Linked DNA regions of Hordeum vulgare: region 2 is linked to region 1. Evidence: chromatin contacts called from public Hi-C data. All regions are on one chromosome and are shown on one strand. Each heading gives the region's core, a stretch centred on a gene start, on an enhancer-like site or on the middle of the called end of the contact. The rest is flanking DNA. Distances are from core to core; before and after follow the strand shown.

Region 1 (4,863 bases), core at 1,090-3,589:
TGTTTTTTCTATTCCTACATATCAGACATGTAATTATGCAAATTCCTTTTTTTTCGCAATCATTTATTTTGCACAAGAAACCATATTCATGATGTAAGTGGACAGTTTGTTGAACGTTATGGGACTTGCCCGCATTGTCCGTATTTTCCTATATAGGATTCTATCATTGTCGAGTTAACATTTATGTGGCTTATGTGGCGTTCATGTATGGCTACAAGTTTCGCCAAGCAAACAATGGTTTGCCACGAGTTGCATCCCGCGCCGCCGCAGGAATATAAAAATGATCCACTGCATCCCTTGCGACCGCTGGAGTCTTCATGCTTGCGACATTGCTTTCGTCTCGGATTCCCATTGCGACTGCTCTGCACTTCTGCGGATCTCGTCGCCCTAATTCACTGGCGACTCTAACCAACATGCCCCGCCCCTGCCCCTTCCCGACGCCACCGCACATAGCCCGCAGGCCGCACCCGCCCACTCCGCAGTCGGTGGTAGGCAGCTGACGTGCAGCTGCAGCAGGCCGACAGCCAGTCGCCTAGCTCGACGACGACGGCGTCGAGAACGCAGGGGTTAGGATGTGAAATTGCAGTTCATGTGTTTGGAAAAAGATGCGAACAACAAATGATCAACGTTTGTATCGTGGGCTTTGGTGGGTTGTTCAATTATGCCACTTAATTTCATTAAATTTCTATGATCGCCATATGAACCTTTTTTAAGTGGATGGCATATAAGGGACAAGTGGACACCAACGCCATTTATATCCTGAAACCATATTCTATTTCTGCGTTTTTTTCCTACTAGTTCCCTGCTTTTTAAATCCTGCAAATTAAAGAGGTCCTTAGCAGCCAGCAGTTATAAAAAGAAAAAGGCAAAGATCGATAATACCCTCCATTCAGTGCAAGATAGAACGCAAACAGCATGCCACGGAAGTTGAAGACAGAAGGAAATTTGCGCAAAATCAAAATGTAATTTTCTTTCTCTGTCGCAACGACAACCAAATTTTACAGTTTCATGTCTGTGACTAACAGTGATCCACAATTGTCTGTCAGTAGCTACATTCACACTCAAATCTCTCTCGTACCCATCGAAATAATGCGCTCCATCCACATTCCGCACAAGGCCGTACCACCTACTGGCATCCGCATCAGCGAAATGGACATCAACCTCGGCTTCCAATCCTTCTTCACTCCAAGGGCCGAAATCTGCGCCGGCGATCTCCGCGGCCGTCGCAGTTTCTGAAGGTTCGGAGCGTTCGCCGTGCACGTCGATCCAGCCATCATCGGAGTCCCAGTCTGGCAAGGCCGAGCATGGGCTCGCCAGGGAGCCGATCCTCTCGGCCGCGCTCGTCAGCGTGTCCTCTGTTTCGCTCTCCTCGTCGTCCGACTCCCAGAATTCCGCGTTGAGTGTGCTCTTCGGGGACACCCAGTCCTGCTTCGCCGGCTCCGCGTCGCCGTAGTCGCGGAAGGCGGACGCGAGGAACGGGTGCTCCAGGAGCTCCGCGGCGGTGGGCCGGTGGCGGGGGTTTCTTGCCAAGCACTTGCGGAGGAAGTCCTTGGCCTGCGGCGACAGCGAGGCGGGAAGCTCGGGGACGGCGTCAGTGTATCCGATCCGGTGGACCACCGCGAAGACGTCGTCCATGTCGCCCCACGGGGCGCGGCCGGTGGCCATCTCGATGACGGTGCAGCCGAGCGCCCACACGTCGGCCGCCCGGCCCTGCTCCTCCCCGCGCGCCACCTCCGGCGCCATGAACGCAGGGGTGCCGGCGATCGCCCGGTCGGAACCCGCCGCCCTCGCGCACCCGAAGTCCGCGAGCTTGGCTCGCCCGTCGGCGCCGACCATGACGTTCCTCGCCTTGACGTCCCCGTGCACCAGCGAGTTCCCGTGGAGGTAAGCCAGCCCGCTGGCCACGTCCGCCGCGTACCCCTGGATGGCGCGCTCCGCGAGGCTCCCGCCGCTCCTGGCGGCCTCGTCGGCGAGCGAGCCGCGCGGCGCGAACTCGAGGAAGAGCTGGTACTCGCCGCCGGCCGCGGCGCGGGAGCCGAGGCACGGGACGACGTGCGGGGAGCAGAGCCCGGCCATGACGCGGCCCTCGCGCCGCAGCGTGTCGGCCGCGCCGGCGCCGGCCGACTTGACAGCCAGCAGCTGGCCGGAGGCGTCGTCGGAGGCGAGCCAGACGACGGCGCCGGACGCGCCGCGCCCGAGCGTGCGGAGCCGCCTGAGCTGCTTCGCCGCCGTGGCGTCCATTCCGATCGAGCGTTCTGAGCAGGGGAGGGAGGATTCGACCCTGGGTCGGGCGTTGGGTGCTGCGTGGGGTTGGACGTGTGAATTGTGAGCGATGAGCCTGTGGACGAAGGGAGCGGGAGCGGGAGCGGGAGCGTATTTATTTGTATGGCCACCCGCTTTGGCTGCCTGCGATGCGTGGGAAACGTGCGGGAGAGGGGGAAAGAGAGCGAGTCGCGTGGGGCGTGTGCTTCGTGCGTAGCCCCCCAGTCAACGCCAAGGGGACGGCGTAACGAGCTTTTAGCCGCTGCTCATGCTCATGCTCATGGTCAAATTCTGCGCGGTAGATGGGATTTCCGACCTCTCTTTTCTTGGCCCTGCATGCCTAATCGGGGAATGAGGCGCGAATATTCTATGCACGTTTTGGATCACTCCCAAAGCCAGTGCGGTCTCTGAACTAGTAGGAGTATACCAGTTGCCATTCCTCCAATGCTGTGCTATAATCTTTTGGGCTGTCAAATTAACTGCACCCACTGTGATGTTGTCCATAAGGCAAGGCCAGTGGTGGCGGCTACGGGGATCGTTCTGCTTTCCGATACCACGAGTCTATGTTCAGATGAATGTGCACGACCAGCGCAGGGAGTGACGCAAGGCTCGGGCTGCGAGGTGCCAAAAACAAGTTCAGGAATCAGTAGGGTTGCTTCGCCCTTCGCAGCCGGGAGCTGACCACCTACCCACACGGCCACACCGGCCTTCTGCTCGCGACTCGGCTCACCGGTCTCACTTGGCTGGAGCGGTCCGGTCTTCTCAACAAGTCAACCAGTGCACACATTCTGTCATCCTGAAGGTTTCTCCACGCTAAATCTTCGACTTGTCTTTGCTCCACCCGGCCGGGCAAAAGAAGGGAAGAAAGTTCGACTTCCAAGTTCCAATGCATGCCTAGAATCAGTTCCATCTCAATGTTAAATTTCAGGACATTTCAAAACTTCATTACTATTGATTATCACAATATTGCAAACTTATCTAGTTTTCTTCTGGTATGCCATGCAATAAAGGAATCCAATATGTCGACCGTTGAGATAAATATGAGTTATTACATTGTGAGAAGAACAATTATCTGACTATAAATTTTATTTATTGAATTTAAAATTTTAAAAACATACATACGCAGGTCTGCAGAAGATAAATTTGGACAGATCAAATTCCATATTTGTTCATTCTAGTGTATTTCCCCTGAATTGTGATCCATTTCAGCGGCAACTAATATGGATCTAAGGGGTATACGCATTGTTTTCCTGTATGAAGTTTTCTTATATACAACAAAAGTGTTTTTTTGCAAGGTACAACAAAAGTTTTTCCTCTTATTTCCACCCCCTTCATTATTTTTCAAAAAAGAGTTTATTGTCATGTTCCTTGGTTGAGGCTCTCTCCCTTCTCTTTCTCCATCCAAACTCTCTAATCATCTCATCAAATATGCATATGCCAACCACGCCATTCCCCAAGTCAGTCAGTACCCTGCACTACAGCCAACTCTAAGAACTTTGCCAAAACATTTCCTCAAAAAAAAGTCTCCCAAAACATCACCTCGGTCCTCGCTAATGTTATTAGGTTGGTCGTAATGGTAGTACTCCCTCCGTCACAGTTTATAAGGCATGCACGTGTATCTAGGTTGTCATTTTGACTTATATAAAATATATTGTATAACATAAAAATTATATCATTAGAAAATAGAACATCTAAAGTTTTTAATGATATATATTTTGTAATATATGCCCTTCATTAAGTTGATCAAATTGATGACCTAGATACACGTGCCGGACTTATAAGCTGACATGAAGGGAGTACTATAGCTAGTATTATGCATGCCAACTAAGCAATTTTGATGAGGTGACATAGAATTAAATGAAAAAAGAGAGGGTTGAGTATCATATAATGATACCGTATCATATAATGACCCCGTATCATATTAAATGTTCTGCTACTATTTGTTATGCATGACAATAAATGATCTATCCTATAATAGTAATATATGATACTATGCATTACGGGGCGTAGTATCATACACTAATATCATATACATGATACTAGTATATGATACTCCCCATTACAACCAGCCTTAGCACGCAGGCCGCTGGGCGCTCCTGTCAATGCACATGCTCAGCTCAGCCTGCTACACACACAGATGCACAACACTAGCAAGCAGGTGGACTTTTCCTAAATTGGTAATCTGTAGATGGTTCTGGAAGACAGCAGAATCCTCGTTGCTACTCTAGATAGTACTGTAGATGCAAGTCCCACCATTTTGAACCATACGATGGACTATATCAACGGTTCACATTCATTTCCAGTCTTGAGATTGAAAACTGAAAAACTGATACACTACAGTAGACTAATTGTATAGATTTGGACGGGGGCCCTTTCACACTTGCAAAACAATTGGTGTTGACGTTCGAGTGTGTTTATAGGATTATAAATCTATAATATCGAGCAAGTTGGAAAACAAAAATACCTCACAGGTTTATGTAATAATATTATTATTCACCGACCATGTTGCACCTATTCAAGGTTCATGGATTAGGGTGGACATTTGGGATATTTTGGTCCATCCGGTTTGGGTAGTTCGAGTTTTTCAAATTCCGAGTATCA
Region 2 (4,863 bases), core at 1,124-3,623, 700 kb after region 1:
TCCAACAGGCCGGCCATCGTCGCCGCTAGGTTAGGGTTGGGCTTGGGCAGGAGCCGGGAGGAGTCGAGGAGAGGGATCGATGTCTCGCTCGACCGCTCGTCCTTGCGTGTGACCAGACGCCTCGCTGGTGGCTCCTCTGTCTGAGCTTGGACTGGGCTGGATTAACACGCCTATTAAAAATAGCCCTAAATCTTGGGTATTCCAGGCAAGTCCGAGGAATGCGCCCAACGCCGCCACTACCTATGCGTCCACCACCTCGTTTGCCTCCATTACTTCTTCCTTTGCTAGCTCCTGGTCCACGTCCCGGACCCCTGAACCAATCTGCTTGCGAGTTCTTGAAGACTAAAGCTGATGGGGGTGTGGATGCCATTATCATACTCCTTGTAGGCCCTGTTTGGATCCATGGGTTAGAGTTAGGGTTGGTTAGATTGGACCCAACTAACTCCAAAACATCCAAACAGAAGGGTTAGAGTTGGTTAGATGCATCTAACCCACCCAAAAGAACTAACCAATCCAAGAGGTGCTTATTTGGGTTAGAGTTAGGTGGGGCATAGAAAAAGTTATTTTCCCCTCTACCTTCGCCACATTAAATCCTGGATAAATGGGCCAAATGATTAAAAAAAGTGCATTTATTGGTATTCTAACCCTGCCATCCAAACACTTCTTTGGTTAGAGTTAGCTTATGGTTAACCTAAAGTTATAATCTAACTCTAATCTCTAACCGAATTAGAGTATCCAAACAGGGACGTACAGATGTGGGTGGGCACGTGCATGTGGACATGTTGAGTGAAGGCCATCATAGTCCATAATAAACATGCCAACCCATTCATTGATGTTGTAGCCGAGATGAAATGGGCACTATACACAGGAAGAGACGGAGTATATTTTTGCTTATCCTGCTTGTGCGAATGTTCCTGTCAGATTTAAAAATCACATTTAAACGTTTCAAAAATTTGTAAAAAAATTAATGGTATGAGGAAATCCTTTTTCTTAAATAATTGCAACCTATTATTTATTTTTTTCGTCATGCAACCATGTCACACCATCAAGTAATGCATGTGATTATAACTTACTCCCTCTGTACCTAAATATAAGTCTATTAAGATATTTCATTAGATGTCTACATATGAAGCAAAATGAGTAAATCTATACTCTAAAATATGTCTATATACATCTGTATGTAGTTCATTAGTGAAACCTCTAGAAAGACTTATATTTAAAAACGAAGGGAGTACAATTTAAACATTAATCTATTCATACAATCATGCCACCTAATTTATTTCACTGATTTTTGTATGGACATGGACGGTTTGGAGCAAATATATGTAGGTCATCTTACACACTTTTGTGTAGACACTCTGTGGACTTCAATCCAGCAATTTTCTCTTTTTATACACCATTTTATCACGTGCTTTATATGCTTTAATATTTGAAAAATATAAGTTAAGAGCGGTTTATTTATACATTTGTTTTATTAAGATTTTCGTAACAACGCGAAGGGCATCAATAGTAGGAGTATTCATATGTTTTTTTTTTAGCTGAGTATTCATATGTTTGATCCTCCTGAAATGTGAACGAAACCGGACCTTGCTTGGTACGCGGTTGGGCCTCGGTCGAGTCAGGTCGGTCAAGTCATGCGTGACGTGAAAATCCGTGCGTCCCCACTGCAAAAGAAATAGAAACGCGTGCGCCTCCCCTCGTCTGCCTGCCACCCACCATACGTATTAACTTTTGTCAAAATCGGGTGTCAGATCTGGAGGCGCCTTATCTTCTCGCTGCCTGGATCCAAGAAACCCTAGCCGCCTCTCTCTCCTGCTCCTCTCGTCTCCTCTCAGATCTCTAACTACCATGGCCGCCGGCCCCTCCTTCCAACTGCCTGCCACCATGGATCCATGGCTCACCCTTTCTTCCACCCCACTGCCACCGTGGCCGCCGGGCTCACCCTTCCATAGCGAGATGGATATAGCCCCGCCGCATCGAGACGCATACTCGCTGGCCGGACGGCAGCAACGTACGTCCCCTCACCTGGCGGATGTCCAGATGGGAAACAGCACCGTGACGGTACGGTGGCGCTCCCGGAGACTCTCATGGCGGCCGGGGCGCGAACGTATGCCTACCTCCATCGCTTGTTCTCTCGTCTCGTGGGTGAGTCCTCTGCTAGCTCAATGAAGCAGCGCCATTAGATTCTTCTTTCATCATCTTACTCTTAAGAAAACGACTAGTATTTCTCTGCTTTCTACTCCTATCCTCACGAATCATTGCCTCAAGTGTTTCTTCTGTCTTGCAGGTTGGATCTTTATTTTATGTTATTATACACATACTTCTCATCAAGGAAAACGAATATTTTAGCGAAGAAAGCTATCACAGCTGCCGCTAGTACTTCGCATCAAGCCCTGCTAGTCCGTCTCCTGTGTGCCGAGTTTTTTTTTAATCATCGGACTATATGTATATCACCGCAGGACAAAGGAAAAAATAAATCTATGTTCGGAAGGATTTATAGGGTGTTTGGATATGTGTGATTTTTTTTCTATATATCATTACAGAGGGAGTCTCTCACATGATCCTTGAAGGATTTGAAATTCTTAGGATTTTTCCTAAGCGTTCATGCACTCTTTTATTTTTTAAGAAGAAAAATTCCAGTCCACTCAAACCTCTTTTGCATCCCTTCACTTCTTTTGTGGTGTTGTGAACACTCTTTGTTGAGTTTTTTTTTGCCACATCCCTTGGTACGATTTGTAGTATCTAAATGGGGGAGATAACAATCTATGTTATTAGCTTAGGCGCGCACTAAGCCTTTAGATGTTTAGCACTTCTCATATTTTTTTTGTGGGAAATCATTGCATTATTTTGTGTCATCTTTAGTCGACTTTTCTCACCCTTCTCGTCTAGGGCCAGAGAAATTTTCTAGCACCAGTGCTTATGCGATATACTCCCTAATCAAAATATAAGATACCCCATGGTGTAATAAAACTTCTTTGTATTTTGATATGGAAGAAGTATGTGCTAAGATTTAAAAACTTACCGACACAAGTAGTATAGTGTCCCATGTTGTGCTAAATTAAACTTAATTAGTAGTTTAGTGTCTAATGTTACGCTAAATTGATTAATCTTAAGTAGTTTATGTATTGATTTATTTAGTATTTTTTTACGAGTGCTAGTTCCAGTCAGATAATATGGTCATCTTTTGGGGATATGCGCACATGGAGTGAGTGGCTCACATAGTTTTTGTAGCAGTGATGCCCAGTCCACTCGAAATGAATGGATGGAGGCCGTCCACTCGTTCTCTGTCTCTCTCTCAAGAAAGATCCATTCAATCCATGGTCATCTTTTGTACTACTACTATGCTAGCAATAGTTTTTTCTTCTGCAATTTCATTGTTGTACGTGTATTGTTTCATGCTTGTTCTACGGGTATGGTGGTGGTCTGTTGTGATATGATGATGTTGCTCTTTATACAATTGTTTGTCCAGGTGCCTACGTCACCATCACTGCTCTGGGTTTGGTCGTGACAGGCCGTCTGCTGCTGCAATTGATTTCTTGCTTGTGAAGGTGTCTACATCTTGATGCATTTTCAACTTGATCATGACCCATCAACTATCGGTAATTGTTCAATTTCCTTGTTGTACATGTATGCATGTTTATCGGCATCTTGTTGGATTCCTTGGCTCATAGGAAAAGTATAGGAAAACGATTGGAGTATGAGACGTTTCTTTTGGTTATCTCCTTGGAAATATGGAAACTCAAATCCACTTTATACATATGTTTAAGATAACCGTGGTTAGGAGAGCGAGGTGCTTCCTTTATTAGCATAAATAACGTTCTAGCTGTACTTTTAAGTTTTGCTTTCATCTGATTTGCCTTTTATTAATATATATTCTTGTTGTTCTGTTAAGATTTTGATTTCATTAACTCCAGTGAACAAAACACATAAGATCCAAGAGTTAACGTTTCTTTGTTTGGATACATGCATTTTTTTTTGAGAATCCTACAAATCAAAATGGCCCATTTGCTTGTGAGGTTTATGTATCTGGCAAGGCCATTCTGTGCTCATCTTTTGGGGATGCGCGATGGAGTTGTTCCGCTCTCGTGGGGTAACAGTCGAAGGTCCACTATGCACTCATTATTTCTCTGGATAGAAAACATCCAATCTTGATTTCTTGTACTACGCACAAACAACAGTTTTTTCTCTTTTTTTTTGGTGCATATGTTCATCATGATCTTCGATTTTTGTTGTTCAGGAGTGTCGACAACCCACGACCTCGGCAAAATGGATTTGCTAGTGACAAGATGCCGTATGCTGCTGTCTATTTCCTGTGAAGGTGTTCATCCTGATCGCCTTGTCAATTTCCTGTATGTATTGCTTTTACTACCCCCTCCAGGCACACACAACTACGTGCACACACATTCTCTCTACATCCATAAAGATTTCTCGTACGGATGCAACAGCGCGACATCAGGGCCTTGGAAGTTGGATCATGATATGATATCTCCCTTTCCTTGTCCAGACATATGTAGGCGACCTGCAAGTCAGCGAGGACATATGATGTATTGTGTCTCGTTTCTTATGACCCATGGACTAGGTAATCGTTTTATGTTATTTCTCCTGCCAATTCCCTTTTCCACCAATCTGTTATTCTTCTTACGAAAAAGACAATTATTTCTACAAACAAGGGTAAGGACAAATAAATTAACCCAGACGTCGGCTTGTTGAAATAGACCAAAAATCCTTAGCCAAAGAAATGGTGTAGATACACCTTTGTTAGGAGAGTGCGGCTTTACCCGAGGTAGTGCTTACCCTTGTTTGTAGAGTTAACTTTTTGAGCCACATCCTATCATCAAGTTAGTAGCGAGATCATACACATCC

Evidence for each region. A called contact is a pair of places that touch in the nucleus more often than the background predicts.
Region 2: a contact with region 1 is called in a Hi-C map of seedling, with 4 times the contacts expected there. The contact joins the promoter of LOC123444213 here to the promoter of LOC123441845 in region 1. A contact is called at or near these places in 2 of 6 Hi-C or Micro-C datasets (leaf and seedling).

Annotation. Positions count from the first base shown.
Region 1 is chr3H:450,722,477-450,727,339 of MorexV3_pseudomolecules_assembly, forward strand. It overlaps LOC123441845 (mitogen-activated protein kinase kinase kinase 18-like), which reads right to left and starts at 2,340. Exons shown (of 1, transcript XM_045118052.1): 1 at 850-2,340. The coding sequence starts at 2,241. The coding sequence ends at 850.
Region 2 is chr3H:451,417,894-451,422,756 of MorexV3_pseudomolecules_assembly, forward strand. It overlaps LOC123444213, which reads left to right and starts at 2,374. Exons shown (of 5, transcript XM_045120864.1): 1 at 2,374-3,599; 2 at 4,238-4,318; 3 at 4,505-4,579. The coding sequence starts at 3,563.